Linked DNA regions of Hordeum vulgare: region 2 is linked to region 1. Evidence: chromatin contacts called from public Hi-C data. All regions are on one chromosome and are shown on one strand. Each heading gives the region's core, a stretch centred on a gene start, on an enhancer-like site or on the middle of the called end of the contact. The rest is flanking DNA. Distances are from core to core; before and after follow the strand shown.

Evidence for each region. A called contact is a pair of places that touch in the nucleus more often than the background predicts.
Region 2: a Hi-C map of seedling shows a contact between it and region 1, with 4 times the contacts expected there. The contact joins the promoter of LOC123412665 here to the promoter of LOC123407793 in region 1. A contact is called at or near these places in 2 of 6 Hi-C or Micro-C datasets (leaf and seedling).

What each region holds. Positions count from the first base shown.
Region 1 is chr7H:218,182,170-218,190,026 of MorexV3_pseudomolecules_assembly, reverse strand. LOC123407793 (50S ribosomal protein 6, chloroplastic) reads right to left here and starts at 4,747. Exons shown (of 1, transcript XM_045101012.1): 1 at 4,166-4,747. The coding sequence starts at 4,675. The coding sequence ends at 4,319. It overlaps LOC123407792 (solute carrier family 35 member F1-like), which reads left to right. Exons shown (of 11, transcript XM_045101011.1): 3 at 365-422; 4 at 551-745; 5 at 904-980; 6 at 1,142-1,224; 7 at 1,390-1,441; 8 at 1,596-1,664; 9 at 1,772-1,858; 10 at 1,996-2,060; 11 at 2,154-2,461. The coding sequence ends at 2,331.
Region 2 is chr7H:218,568,209-218,576,065 of MorexV3_pseudomolecules_assembly, reverse strand. It overlaps LOC123412665 (deoxyribodipyrimidine photo-lyase), which reads right to left and starts at 5,013. Exons shown (of 10, transcript XM_045105612.1): 1 at 4,528-5,013; 2 at 4,256-4,404; 3 at 3,966-4,162; 4 at 3,633-3,873; 5 at 3,342-3,499; 6 at 3,217-3,253; 7 at 3,071-3,129; 8 at 2,456-2,537; 9 at 877-948; 10 at 385-763. The coding sequence starts at 4,876. The coding sequence ends at 584.

The DNA.
Region 1 (7,857 bases), core at 3,498-5,997:
TAAGGAATTTGGGATTCCTGCTCTTGTGCTGCCTGTAGCTTTCAACACATGGCCAACCTCTAGCTAGCTAGTTTGTTCTTTCTGACTAGTAGGTACAGTAGTAGTTTGGTTTGCATTGTTCTCCTCCTACATGATTGGTGATTGTACTATACAAGTTTGGAATATCTTATCCCAATAGTCTGGACTCTGGACCTATGATGGCAACCTTTATCACGATATGTATGACAAGGTTTATGCTTATTCTGATTCTGTTATTGCTTACACTGTTTTTCTTGGCACAAGTTGTCACAATGTTCACAAGTGGCACAATCATATAATTCCTCCAACGGTATAACTTGAAGTTCTCTACTTTCTTATTGTGCAGACAAAATGGTACTACTACTTGATCCTTGGCATTATTGATGTGGAGGCTAACTATATCGGTATGTAGTTAACACAAGCGGAAAATGTAATCTTATATATGCCCCCGTTGTTTAATGTCAATGGGGCTTTTATGTAACACCATGTTTTGGGGGAACAAAACATATATTTTTTTTCTTTTTTTATGCAGTTGTCAAGTCTTATCAGTACACATCTTTGACGAGTGTGATGCTTCTGGATTGTTGGTCAATTCCATGTGTAATTGTTCTTACTTGGATCTTTTTGAAGACCAAATATGGATTCAGGAAGTTCTTTGGTGTTGGGGTTTGTGTGGCTGGCCTTATATTAGTAGTATTTTCGGACGTCCATGCTTCTGACCGAGCTAGTAAGGATATACTACATCTCATCAACCTATATTACTACAGTTCCATATATCTATTTCCGCAAGTGTTTTCGCGGATCCTGATTAGGAAATTACAAAATTGTTGAACTTGTTATATCAAAATTCAAAATCATAACATATATTTCTGCAATTTCTTGCAGAAGGACCCAAACCTTTGAAGGGTGATTTGCTTGTAATTGTTGGCTCCATGCTTTATGCTTGCAGTAATGTTACAGAGGTAAACTAGCAACTCTTAAAACCCATAAACACTTCATTTTATGTTTCTGGTTTTCCCTACTTGCATTTGAAAAATAATTTATCTCTTTCTCAATGCATGAAGAGGTTCATCAATTTCCTTTCCTAAAATGAAATTATCAATGTTCCTCCCTAATGTTTCAGGAATATCTGGTCAAGAAGAACAACCGAATTGAGTTGATGGCTATGTTGGGAATTTTTGGAGCAGTTATCAGTGGCATACAAATGTATCCTTGGACTCAAATCTTCTAGCTTCTCCGATAATTTTCTACTGTATTAAAATGATCCTACCTTTTACTCATCATTTGCATGATTCACAGTACTTTGTTTCCATCGTATCTGAGGGATTTATCACATACTGCATTACATACTGTTCCTTGACATTACTACAGAAGTGTTCTCGAGCGAGAAGAACTTCATTCGATCAAATGGAATGCCGGCGCGGTAAGTCTCTCCCATTATCGTTTTGGGCACTGGTGCACTTAGAAATTACTCAAAATATTCAGACATACAACATGCTAAAAAACTATATGACCATCTACGTACCATACAAAAAAGAAGAAGACAAATATTGTGTTCATCTCCAGTAATGTTTCAGGTGTTCCCTTTTATCGGATTCGCATTGGCAATGTTCCTGTTTTACTCGACTGTACCTACGGTGCTGAAGGTACTAGAGGGTTTGTTGAGCTTTACCAGATGATCCTGTGCTCCTGGCTATTTTTCGGAGTTCACTGACAATCTTGAATCTATATATGTCTCCCTTGCCTATCGCAGATTTGCGGGGCAACCATGCTAAATCTCTCACTCCTGACCTCAGACATGTGGGCTGTCCTGATCCGCATCTTCGCTTACCATGAGAAGGTCTGATTCGTCCTTTGCATTTTCTGCAGACGCAAATTTCCGATTAAATAATTGCCAGCTAAAGCCTGTGGATGATGTGGTCATTGCAATAAGCTCGATAAAGTGTACTTACCGCCTGTTTGTTCGCGCACTGCCAGGTTGACTGGATGTACTTTGTTGCGTTTGCCTGCACAGCTGGGGGCCTTCTGGTCTACTCGTACAGGTAAATGCTGCTGATTGTTGTTGTCGTCAGTTAAGCAGCTGCTGCAATCTGACATGCCATTTTCTCACAACTGAGATCTCTGGTTGCACGCAGGAGCTCCAAGGAGGCCGATGACACGGCGCAGGTCGCAGGGGCCAGCGACGAGCAGAGTAGGGTAGGGGATGAGGAATCTGGAATTCAGAACCAGGTGCGAAGTTCCTTTGCTGGCGGCAACGATGACCAGGCCTCCTACAAGGAGTTGCCATCAAAGGGCAGCCCCTCCAAGAACTAGGCAATAGACGCATAGGCTGATATTCATACGGCAATAGGCAGTTGTAACAACTCAGTGAGGAAATCTTTACTTGTACACGTAAAGGGAAACCTGTCCAATTTGTGATATCGACTTTCTTCTCTTTGTAAAATTTTGAAATTTCTTTTTTCTTTCTTTCGAGATTTTCTGCCTGGAGCATATCTAACCGAGTTTAGCAATCATTCAGGACGCATAAGAAAATGCTGTGTATTAGTGTTATGACTGAAATCTGGTGGGAATAAGAAATGGTGCAGGCTTATCTCTCCTTGCAACTGGTACACCTAAAGTATATACTACTCCCTCCCATCCAAAGTAAGTGTCGTGGTTTTAGTTGAGGGGGTGCCGTTTTTGTTGAGAATATTCAGTTTTAAGCAAACTACGATAACCAAATGATCCTAAACAAGAGTGAAAAGAACCCAAAGAGATGGAGACACACAAGTTAATTGCAGTATTTTGTTAAAAATAGAGGAATTGTCATCTTCAGGAATAGGAAACAAACGCATAAGACACATATATAAACAGGTTGAAAACATTCACATGTTGGAAGGAATGCAGAGAGTGAGAAATATTTGTGAGAAGAATCGTACGAGAGGAGAGAGGTCAAAGCAGCAGTCTGGACTGGTGCTTCAAACAAAATGCTCCGTATTGAGATTTGGTTTGTTATGGCTTTTGGCCACTTGGTCCCACAAGGCTTTCTTGAACTTTTCACCAAAGCCACTGTTATCGCCATTGATAGAAACTTCCTTTAGACTTGGTAAAATTTGTATCCTAGAGAACCCCTTGGTGTCGCTTACAGAACAATCGTGTACCTGTAGCAGCTCAAGCTTAGGAGTTGTTTTTTCTTCAAACTTGTTCGGTTTAAGGCCAAATAGGTTTGCAAGCTCAAGAAATTGTTTGCCTTGCGAAGGTCTCGGGTTGAAAATGGAAGTGGAGTTCTCCCTTTTCAAACGACTTGTTATGAAGACGTAGAAATGACAAGATTTGTCAGCTTTCCCATTACTACTAGTACTATGTCAACATGACTCATTTGGGTATTCCATAGAGTTACCATGGCTAGCACTGTAGCTATTCGATCCATGTGGTCAATGGCAATTTGACTAGATAGCCATACAACTTAAGGCTATGAAGGCCATCTGAAGGTGGGGACAATTTATCTAGACATCCTTCTAAGTTCTAACCCAGGCTCACCCTCAAGAGTACATCGATACGGACATCAAACAGGCATGGTCGATGGTAACAGAGCAGAGCTCCTTGCAGCTTTTCTTGTTGATGCCGGTCACTCCGTCCCAAGCTTATGCAACTGAGTAAGCTCACTCAGATCCTTCAGAATGGACTTACCTCATGCAGTGTTGACAACACTAGGTGTATGCAGGGCCTTCATTCTCCCAATCCCTGTGGGCGCTTTCACACCATGCTCATCCAAGTCATGAACATACTTTTTCTGCGCATAGCTCTTGTAAGTTGCCAAGCAAAATCCCTTCAAGGGCTGATCAATTCCTCATGTCATAACTGCTGGGAAGCACATTATCACTAGGCACGAGACATGTGCGAAGGTATTTTAGCTTTGAGAGAGTGTGGTCACAAATGTACTTCTTATAACCAATGTCTCCAGCTCAGACATACCACCAAAAATCAATCTGGGAGATGGTATATACTAGGCAGCACTCAAAAGAATTTACCCACCAGCATTTTGTCGTAGCCACATTCCTGTTGCCCCTTTGTAATGCTTTGACAGCTTGAGCCTATCACCAACCCATGGTCGAACCGAGAAACACTAGGTAAAATCGAAATACACACAACGTGAAACCATAAATCATCGAGCAAAGCAAGCACTTGAACCTTTCACTCCAGTAGAATTCAGGATTGTAATTGCGAAGTGTAACAGCAGTGAATAGTCTCAAGCAAAAACCATGCGTGCGGAGAGTTCAAGGAAATAAAATACAGAGAGGACGCAGTGGACTTCACGGCGTCAGTCTGCGGCGGCAGGGGCGGCGACCACCTCGACCTCGACGGCGGCGGCGGGCGTGGTCTCCGCATCCTGCGGCGACTCATCTTCCTTCTCGCCGGCAGCTACAAGCGTCCAGTCATCGGGAAGCGCCGGCAGCGGCTCGTATTGAATGGGGCGGCGCTTGATGTCCCACCGCTGCGTCTTCTTGGGCCGCGTCTTCATATGGTGCTTGGTCCCTTTCTTCTGCGGCCGCGACGAGCACTCCACCGACAGCGCGCACCCTCCGTCGACCCCAAAGAAGCCCACCGACGGGCGGGCGGACCGTGGCGCGACCGCCGGCGCCGCTGAGCCCGCGAGAAAGGCTGTGACGAGCGACATTTTCGTCGAAATGCCTCTGCTTCGACCAGGGGAGAGCTACACGAGTGTTGTGTTTGGGATAAGAAAGGAGGGAGGATGGCTTTGGATTGGATTGGATTGGGTTTTGGATACACATCCGGGGATCCCAAGTGCCCAGCAAAATCTGACGGTTCATGTTGGAACGTATGAAATCCTACCGTCCAAGTTTCCCCGCACTAATGATAATGATAAGGCTATAAACATTGGGCAGTACTGGCGCGCGGCAGTACTGGGCGCGGGCCGGCCTGAAAACTCGCACAGGTCGCAGCGCAGCAGTACGATTGGAGGCTTCTGCATCGTTGGATCTCCCCCTGCTCATTCGTCCTCCTCACGCAGCTCAACCAACATCCTGATCCTTCGCCTCCCCCTACATCTCGCACGCGTCGCCGTCTGCGGGTAGCCCCGCGGGCTCCCGCGTGCTCATCGTCGTCGTCCCATCGTCAGTCTACTCACCACGCTCGTCGTCGACGTTGTGGTTCGCAGCAACCCACCACCAACATCTCGCCTCCCGTGAAGCAAATTTTTTTTGTCGGTGGTAGCAAAAAAACAATACGGTTGTAACAAAACAGAACGACGGATGTAGCAAATTTGTATAATGGTTGTAGCATTTTTTCATCATGGTTGCAACTCGGCCATGCCAACGATTGTAGCAAAAAAACAATACGGTTGCAACAAAACAGAATGTCGGATGTAGAAAATTTGTATAATGGTTGCAACATTTTTCCATCATGGTTGCAACTCAGGCTACAACTTCGGTGAACTTTGGTTACAACTCTCGCGGGCGTGGTTGTAGCTTTTCTGATCAACGGTTGTAGCTTTTTTTGGACGCTTCTAGCTTTTGTGGTACGTGGTTGTAGCATTCGCGACACCATCCGTGTAGGTCCTCCTGCAGTAAACTCACTTGCCGGCCATGGGATCACCCGCCCCGCCGCCTTTCTGTTTGCAGCTCGTCTCTCTATCGGTTGCAGCTCTCGTGTAGCCGGATGTAGCTTTTCCGTCCACCTGGATCTGACGGAAACAAAATGGATCCAACGGAGACGAGAGGAATAAGGAGAGAGGAAAGGGGGAAAACTGGATGCGAGCGGGGGATCTGACAGAGCGAGCGATAGCGACCAGCGGAACGCTTCCGCCGGCGTGTAGATGCGAAACATCTTCCATAATCATTACTCTTGTATAAAGAATGCTCGAGTACCCGCCTTCCTAGGCGCCTTGCAGGTTGTGAGAGCCTCCACGTCGTCTGATTCCAGTTGGCGTGTTGGGAGGCGTGTGTGTAGGGGGGGGGCTTCTTGGGCTCTCTAAGGCGTTTGATTTACCCACACGGCTCGGACTCGGGCAACTCAGTTGGGTGGTCCATGACGGGTGGATCACAGGGGCGTGTCCGGGGTCATCTTCATAGGGCGGCGACCCTCCCTCCCCCCTTCCCATGCCCGTCCGTGCGTCGTGTGTCACACGTGTTAGAAATTAATTAGCAAAGGGTGTATCCAACTCCAAACATGCATGTCTCTTCCCTCTCTCTATTGCCAACAGGCACCTGTTCTGGAGGAATGCCTCCGAACAGACACCTGTTATTCCCACCTCTTCCAGATGTATATATACTTGAGAATCAATAAAAATCAGGACTGATCATCCATTCACTTTCATTCAATCTCATTTTACTCTAACACGTTATCACCAACGTTAGCCTCTACCAAGAGCGGAAGCCACTCCGCCGATTCTACAATTTCCCCCGAAGATGGCCGGAGAAGTTGGTTGCTGGAGTTTCAGCCATCAAGCAATTCATGGCGAAGACGAGATGTTCCTCATGCGAAAGAAATAAAATACTAAGGAGGAGATTGATTGACTATTTGATCTTATCTTCTTGCAATCAATTAATAATCTAATAATGGATTGTTTATCTCTATGCACTCACGTGAATCTCACGAAGAATCGATCAATCATGAACTACAAAGAGAAGAAGTACGAGACCGTTCTCCAATTTTCTTTTCTTCCATTGAAGCACATGAACAAGCGTTGTTGTTACTGCACTTCATCCACATTGCGAAAGCGTTTCTTCTACTTGCAAATATGACGTCCGGCGTGGCGAGGTCTCGATCCATGCGAGACACCCCGACAACGAGAGGCAACACCGGCCTCAACGAAACGACGGCCTCCATCCCGGAGCGCACGACGACCCTCGACCCTGTCGCTATCCTCCGACGCGCAGCCCCGTCATGGCCATCGGCCGGCTCCAACGGACAAGACACGAGTCCCGGTGGTGCATCCTTAGACGCGACCGTCGTCCAACACGACGACCCGACCTCTCGCTCACGCTTGACCGCGGCGCCCTGGCGCCAGCCACAAGGCAGCATCCTCCCCGATGGCGACCCAAACGAATCAGTTTGATTCTTATCCACGCAAAGGAAGACAATTTCTTACATATCCCCATTGAGCCATCAGGCTTAGAATATTTTGCAGATTAATCGTTATACTTTCTGTGAATGAAATTATAGAATATGTTGGCTACACTTTGAAGCCCTCTGGTTTTCATATATTACATGAATATGTAAATTATTAAGGTTTGCATCCATATGTATTACCACAGTAATACTAATGCAAAAGAATTTTTTGCGTGCATTTATTCCTTCGGAATTTAAGACAATATATATGTCTTTGCCGCAAACATTTCCTAAGGCATGCGTTTTAGGAGAACAACTATTTTTGCAATTAATTTTAATTTTTGCAAATCTTATTGTAATTCAAAACAAGGATTACATAGTCTCATACTTAATACGATGGCATCCAAGTTTATTTGTGAATTACAAGGTATTTGATGGCATCTACTGCATATTTTTGCAGATTATCCATCCCTACTGTAAGATCTACGTTTTGTCATTTTGGCAAGACGGCTATCTTCAACGTGCTCTTCCAAATATGTGTACATAGCCCAAATTTTTATTTGTGAATCACAAGGTATTGATGACATGTACTGCACAATTCATAGATTATTCATCACTGCTATGAGGTCTACATCTTGTTTGTGTTTACAAGATGATTACCTTTAAAGCGCTCTTCCAAATACTAATATTAGATGTGACTACCTCTAGATACTATAAGATAATATTGGCATCTACTGTAAAAATTTACAGACTATCCACTATTACTGCAAAGTTGTACATCACGTCATT
Region 2 (7,857 bases), core at 3,764-6,263, 390 kb before region 1:
TATTTTAAACACACTTCTAAAAACAAGATTTAAACGACACCACAGACACGTGTGTGCGTGGTTGGTCTCAAAACGGTCAACGACGAAAACGAAGAGAACCGAAGGCTACTAACGGATGCAAGTTTTGAAAACTGGTGGCAACAGAACACCAATACAATGCGGATGATGCGATGATGAATGTGATAGACAATCCAACCGCACGGCGGCAACGGAATAAAGGGGGAATCTTTTGGAACGTCGGTCTCGGGCTGTCACATGTCATTGCACCTCAGAGTTCTGAGATGCTATCATCATTGAGGGAGCAAGAGGGGGCGATGGTCTAGTTTCTCATGGAGAAGCATGGTAAGAGGATGCGACAACGTGGGTACGAAGATACATCGAAGGTTTCTCAAAAGTGCATCATGGAGCGAAAGAGCATGCCTCTACATTCTTATTGTTGGAGTGTTAGGTGATCAAATGCCTATGTGACCCACAAGTTAAAATGAACAAACAATTAATTACAATATTTAAGTTAGTCATTAACTGCCAATTACCACTATAGACCAGAATCAAAATCAATGCGGAAGTACAGTTAGTAGTTGGACTAGTCCTCAGACTTTGAGTACTTGGCTGCTGAATTCAGAGATTCCTCCAATTTCCTTTTCTTGCGTTGAGCAACCAATCTTTTGACGTAAGAAATGTAGGCATCAACGTCTAATTTTCTCTTGCAACCAGCATAATTCATGTAACGTATCTTTCCAAATACCGGACGCTCCTTCCAACCCTAAGAAAATAGTATGGTTGTAAAAACTGCTCGCAAGCCTCCAAACTGTGATTAATAAATGCGCTTCCAAATAGGATTTCAAGGGTTCAAATGCAAAAAAGGATCTTACAAACCTGATCATGGAGGCCACATATAGACCACATGCAACCAACATAGCCATTGGGGTCCCTGCCGTCTATGTGATACTGCAACAGATTAATTCCAAAGATTTAGTTCAAACACATACTGCAACAGATTACGGCCGGTGCCGGTTGATGGTTTGTTGATGGTTTGTCTGTTGTAACAACTAACGACTGTCTAACGGTTGTTAGTTGTCGTCCTCCGTGGTTGTGTTCAGTTGCTATGCCTAGTCTTAGCTTTGTAACCATTTTATTTGTAGCAATGCAATGAGAAGCAGAACTTTTTAGCTTTCTAAAAAGACTTACCAATCATTCCAAGTACTTAAAAGTGAACAGCCAATAACATGAACTAGGAAACATAAAATGGTGGTTACGATATAGTTTCAAGCTATCACCTGGGGATCTTTTTCCCCTTGTAATGGACATCTTACATCTAACTTGTTGTAAAAGAACCAACCAAGCAAAATTTCTCTTGATTATTAGACGTAACTTGGACATCTATTTGCCACTTGTGACTAAAAGGAAATTACTGAAGAGTTACAAAAACATCTTCAGAACAATCACCATTCACAAAGAACATTAAACGATGTTCTTCTCTCCAGCATAGGCGACAGAAATACTTGTAGGTCATAAACTCATGACAACATCTTTGGTGGTATTGACAAGCTAAATGCCATCGAACAAATTAGACAAAGTACAATTCTAAGCTGAACAAAGTCAGGCAAGAAAACCTTCTGAAAATAGCACACACCGTTTCAAAACTTCAACCCTTTGCTCAAAATGGTAGCTGAAGCCTCTCCCGATGCTCGTGATGGGCATGGAATCAGGGAAGTTTCTTTAAGGCTGGCCGTTGAGTTAGTCGGTTCATAGGTTTTCGTAAAATACGAGTATTAGTTGGTAATCTAGTTGTGCACTACATTACCAAAATGGTAGCTGAAGCAGTTTTGTCCTCATGTCTGTTCTAAAAATATTAGTCCTAGTCTGATGCTCCTGTTGGGCATGGAAACAGAGTCCTAGACAGTATAGCATTGTGCCTGGATGCACTATAAATAAAGGCCTAGCTGGTCATACAAGGGGGCAGGTTATTTTTCAGAGTCTAGAAAAGCAGAAAATTGCCATGACTGGAGGGAGACAATATCTGCGTGCACACTAGTTGGTAACTAAAGTGCGTTGGATCGGGCTGTGATGCTTCTAATTGCTATGTGATCCCTTTGGATTGTCCAGGTGATACCCATGGCTGCTGGACTTGTTTCGCCAGAGTTTGCAGTGATCAGCTGATTTCAACCCGGCGTCAACTTCACTTGTTATGCCACATATCAACACGATTTCTGTTGTCCCATAATTAGTACTATAAACAAATTTAATCAAATGTAGGCTCTTGCAACTGATGGTTCGGTGTTTTCAGGAGATCTGTAAATGCATAGGATCTTACACTAAAATTTGGCAAGTTTAGTTTCTCACTCATTATGACTGTATGATGTGCTTCATGTGTTTTATGAATTGAAGCTATTTGCCAGCACCGAGAAATGTAAAATAATAAACTCTACAATGTTGCCAAACATCTCAAAATTACCTTGTCATTCAAATATATTGCTATTGAAAGTGCTTCTTCAGGTCCACTGGTCCATTCTAGAATTTTTTTGGCCCAATACATTCTGCAGAAAACCACCATATCAGGGCAGAGCAGTATGCTTTACAATGAACTTAACTGCAGAAGTAAACTACACGGCTTGTGACCCCAAGATGAAAGTGGAGCATAGGTGCTCAAATGTTCTTTTTCTAAATCGCTCAGATTTGCCACCTACTTGGACCTGCAAGATCTTCATGGGCTAAATCGCACAGATTTGCCACCGTTCCTGGATTATACTTCCTACGTTCCTAAATATAAGTTTTTTTTTAGAGATTTCACTACGGACTACATACGGAGCAAAATGAATGAATCCACACTCTAAAGTATGTCTACATACATCCGTATGTAGTTCATAGTGGAATCTCTAAAAAGACTTATATTTAGGAAGGGAGTGAGTATTTATAGGGCATAATTAGTTTAGTTTTTCATATTTTTAGCAACAAGAATAATCTCACGCAATTCATACCAGCCCAAATGACATCAAAATAATGAAATATCAAATAAAATGCATTAAAAATATGATATCTAAAGTAGGCAACTAGGCATAATTTATTTTACCGCATGAATCCATGCATTTTTCCATGGTGGACCATCTCCAACTGTGATGCATTCCAGAGCTGATGAAGAATCAAGGAAGAGAACACATAACTCGATTAGTAAATGAGAGTTATCTCCAGTAGTAGAACGTGTTTTTTAAAACATACAGGATCAGCTGTTTTTGCATTCTCAAGCTGCTCCCTCCTGCAAGCCAAGGTAAATTCTAGTTAAGGAGCCTTTTGCCTCACTGCTGACAAGCAGATATACATATATAGCCCAAATAGTATCTTACGTGTAAATGTGTTCTCTTTTGTCGGCAGCATGATCCTTCAGTGTCTTCCTCGCCCACTCCCAAGCACCTGCTACCGAATCATAGTGAGGCTGATAGTAGCAGAAATTGTCGGCTAGCTCCCTCCTTATTATCAGCTCCTCCAAGAAAGCATCCACTGACTGTTCCCAAACAATTGATATTTCAGATTTGCAGTTTGGTACTATTAAGAAGAAATATATTCTGACATCTAATGATATATTATTTTATTGCATGGGTCTCAAACCAAAAGCTTGACAAAGAAAACAATGGCACCTTGGGACTAAGATGGCGACGCTTTTTTGCCTCGAGAGCACATCTTTGTGCTGAAATATGCCCAAAATGCAGGTAGGGAGAGAGGCCAGACAATGCCGTTGGCTTTGTGGGATAATTCCGGTCCGAATCATAGCTCTTAATCCTTTTCGTTAGGAACCCATCCTTGGTACCCAGAAGTGCCTCCATTGCCGCCGCCTCGCCCGGCTCACACCAGTCAATCTCAGGCACGTCCTCTGCCTGGCTGCAACATCAGCAAAGAATCAAACACCACTCATAACAAATTTCTTCAGTCCAAATCACATATGCAGTAAATTTGTCGCAACGCATCCGGACCTGCAAACCGTGTCAATCAGCATATCCCAATCAATGTCCTTTGGCTGCTCCCTGTCCCATGGCACCACCTGTGCTAACTCGGGGAACTCGACCAGGTACTCGTCCAAGACCTTGTTCATCTTGCTTCTGAAGGTCTTGGCAGAGTACTCCAGCTTCCCCGATGCCGCCCATACCGGCACCACGTTGTGCGCGTCTACCTGTGTGCCAATGCCACAAAGCCCGCATGTCTCTCAGTCGAATTCCGCTGAAAACGACTGCAACTTCCCTTGTGATTCCGATTCGAATTCTACCTGGTGAACAGCCACACTGGCAGCATCCCGCCCCAGCGTGCCGACCACTGCGTCCAGCGCCTCGCGAACCGGCCGGAGCGGTGAGAAGTCGGCGACCAGCGCCGACGCCCCGAGCCGCCACACCAGCGCTGGTATCTCAGTGGGCCCACCTGTCAGCGAAACGTTATTAAACGGTTACAGTACATTTCTCGTACCGGGAAATCGATTCCCTTTTTCGAAAAGCGGAGCCTATAAAGTCGGCCACCAGAAGGGGATCAAGGCGAAAGGCGTACCGGTAAGGAGGAAGAAGGGGATGCGGCGGGTGGCAGCGTCGGCGGCGAGCCGGCGGAGGCCACGGAGGAGGAATCCGAGTTGCCGGCGGCGCGCGGAGAGGAGGAACGGCTTCGGGAACAGGGAGAACGCGACGGCGAGCGGCGCCGCGGAAGCGGCGGCGAGGCTCGCCGCGTGGAGGAGCGCCCAGTTGTCGGCTAGCCGCTGGTCTCGCAGCATCCAGTAGACCACCGGGCCAGGCTTCGCGCCAGCAGGGGGCAGGCCCTGCCCCGGGTGGAGCACCCGCACGCGAGCTTGGTGGACCGGTGCGGTGACCACCGGGCCTGGGCTAGGGCTTGCGGTCGGCGCCATCGCGCGGTGGGAGACGGTTCGACGGGGACGAAAGAAGAGGGAGGGAATGCGGGGGTTGATCAAACTTGCGCCTGCACTTTGGGTGCTCTCGGTGTAGGAAGGCTGGAGCTTTTGGCTACTGGGCTGTTTGGGTGATTGGGTCTCAGGGTTGATGGTGTATAAATTGGGTCTTGGCAGGCACTTCACGAGGTGGTGTGAGTTATGGCCAGAAAACGGCCACGTAAGGGCCATAGGTCCACACTAAACAAAAAGGGCCATGGGTCCACACTAAACGCTACGGCAAATACGGCCTGGTTAGAGCAACCCTGAGAGAGGAAGAGGGGGAAAAAAAAGAGAGAGAGCAAAGCCAGCGTTTATTTTATCGCACGTCTATAACGCACCAAACTACTACAAAATAGAGGAAAATCCTATTCGTAGTTTGGAAACCTTTGAAGTTTCTACCAGTTTTCCGGTTTTGGGAAACTTCTACAAAGTTTTCTGAATAGGTTTTTCTATTTTTTATTTTTTTTATTTTTTTCGTTTCTTTTTTATTTCGGTTTCTGTTTCAAAAAATGTTTTTGAATTATCAAAAAATATTCTTGATTTTTAAAAAATGTTCCATAATTTCAAAAAATTGCCCTTCATTCCAAAATTTGTTCTTAAGATTCAATTTTGTTCTTCGTTTCAGAACTTGTTCTCAAAATCTAAAAAATGTTCATGCTTTAAAAAATTGTACGCATTTTCAAATTTGTTTAGGATTTTTCAAAACTTTTCTCGATTACAAAATTTGTTCTCAAAATTTGAAAAATGTTCATGCTTTAAAATTTTGTTCGTGCTTCTAAATTTGTTTGGGTTTTCAAAATTGGCCTCCATTTCAAAAATTTGTTCTCAAGATTCAGAAAATATCCATGCTCTAGAAAACTTGTTTACACTTCCAAATTCGTTCACTATTTTTCAAAATTGTTATCGGTTTCAAAATTTGTTCTTAAAATTCAAAAATGTTCGTGCTTTTACATATTTGTTCGCGCTTTCAAATTTGTTTGTGGTTTTTCAAAATTGTTCCCCTTTTCCAAATTTTGTTCTAAAGATTAAAAAAAATTCGTGCTTTTAAAAAATTGTTCGCGTTTCCAAATTTATTCAAGTTTTTACAAAATTGTTGTCTGTTTCAAAATTTATTCTCATAATTCAAAAAATGTTTGTGCTTTAAAAATTTGTCCGCGCTTCCAAATTTGTTTGGGGCTTTTCAAAATTGATATCCATTTCTAAATTTTGTTCTCAAGATTCAAAAAATGTCCGTGCTCTAAAAAAACTTTTCGCGCTTCCAAACTTGTTCACGGTTTTGAAATTTGTTTTCAAAATTCAAAAATGTTCGTGCTTTACAAATTTGCTCGCGCTTTCAAATTTGATCATGGTTTTTGAAAATCGTTCTCCTTTTCAAAATTTTGTTCTAAATATTAAAACATGTTCATGATTTCAAAAATTGTTCGCGCTTCTAAATTTATTCACGTTTTTCAAAAATGTTCTCGGTTTCAAAATTTGTTCTCAAATTTCAAAAAATGTTCGTGTTTTAAAAAAAAATCGCGCTTTCAAATTTGTCGGAGTTTCTCAAAACTGTTCTGCTTTGTAAAATTTTGTTCTCAAGATTCAAAAATATTCGTGCTTTAAAAAATTGTTCGCACTTCCAAATTTGTTCACGATTTTTCATAATTGTTCTTCAAATTGGAAAAATCTTATTGCTTCAAATACAAAAGAAATGGAAAAAGGAAATAAAAAACGAACCAAAAAATGTTCTTATTTTCAAAATTTGTTCTTCAGATTCAAAAAATGTTCGTGCTTTTAAAAATTGTTCAGACTTCCAAATTTGTTTGGGGTTTTCAAAATTGTTCTCCATTTCAAAATTTTGGTCCCAAGATTCAAAAAATGTTCGTGCTTTAAAAAATTGTTCGTCGTCCCAAATTCGTTAAGTATTTTTCAAAATTGTTCTTGGTTTTAAAATTTATTCTCAAAATTAAAAAAATGTTCGTTCTTTAAAAAATTGTTTGCGCTTTCAAATTTGCTCTCTGATTTAAAAATCATTTACGTTTTAAAAAAATGATTGAGAAATTCAACATTTGTTCGCTTTGATAAAAATAGAAAAAAAGGAAAACGGGCCAAAAAAGAAAAAACGGAAATAACAAAAAAGAAAAAACAGAAAAAAGAAAGAAAGTAAATTATCTGATTTTCGTGGACAAAAAAAAAAGTTGGGCCGACCGAGTCGGGCGCTCCCCTTTGCATGGGAGCGTCCCCTTGACGCAGCGAGCGCTAGGTAGGAGTTTCCGAAAATAAACCAAACTATAAAATAGAGACCCTAAAAAAGTAGAAAATAGAGCCCGTTTGCAGTCTGTTCAAGCGCAAGAGCTCGCAGTTCATTCTTCCTCTTGATCACTCGCGCCATGGCCCTCCTGCGTCCCTTTCGCGATAAATCATGGTCTTCGTGCCAAATCTCTCGCTCTCTTCCACCATTAATCGCTCCTTCCATGCTAAATCAACTCCCAAGCCACCCAAAAACGTCCGCCAATCGCCACATCCCAAACCTAGACGTAAGCCCGCCGACCTCCACCACCAGCACCGGTGCCCGTTGGGAGTAGGGAGGACAGTCCAAGCAGACAAAAGCACCAGCGCCTATGAAGTTCTTGTGACCAACGGCACAATTCGTTCCACCGCCTGCCATATTTGGACCTGGAGCCGGGTTACCCCCACGACCACCACAGTTCATGGCGGCCTCCTCTCCACACCATGCTGGATCGCTGGGGTACAACCAGCAGGTATGGTTGGTTCATCGGCTATGAAGGGCATATATATGAATGTTTTTTCATGAAATGTCCACAAAGATATAGCGTATGATAGATCGTGCAGTTGATGTGCACATGCAAACATTTAAGTGCTAAAATATTTAATATGTCCACTCTTATAGCTAATCTAAAAGCTAACCCACTATATGAGTGAATGCTTATATGACATGG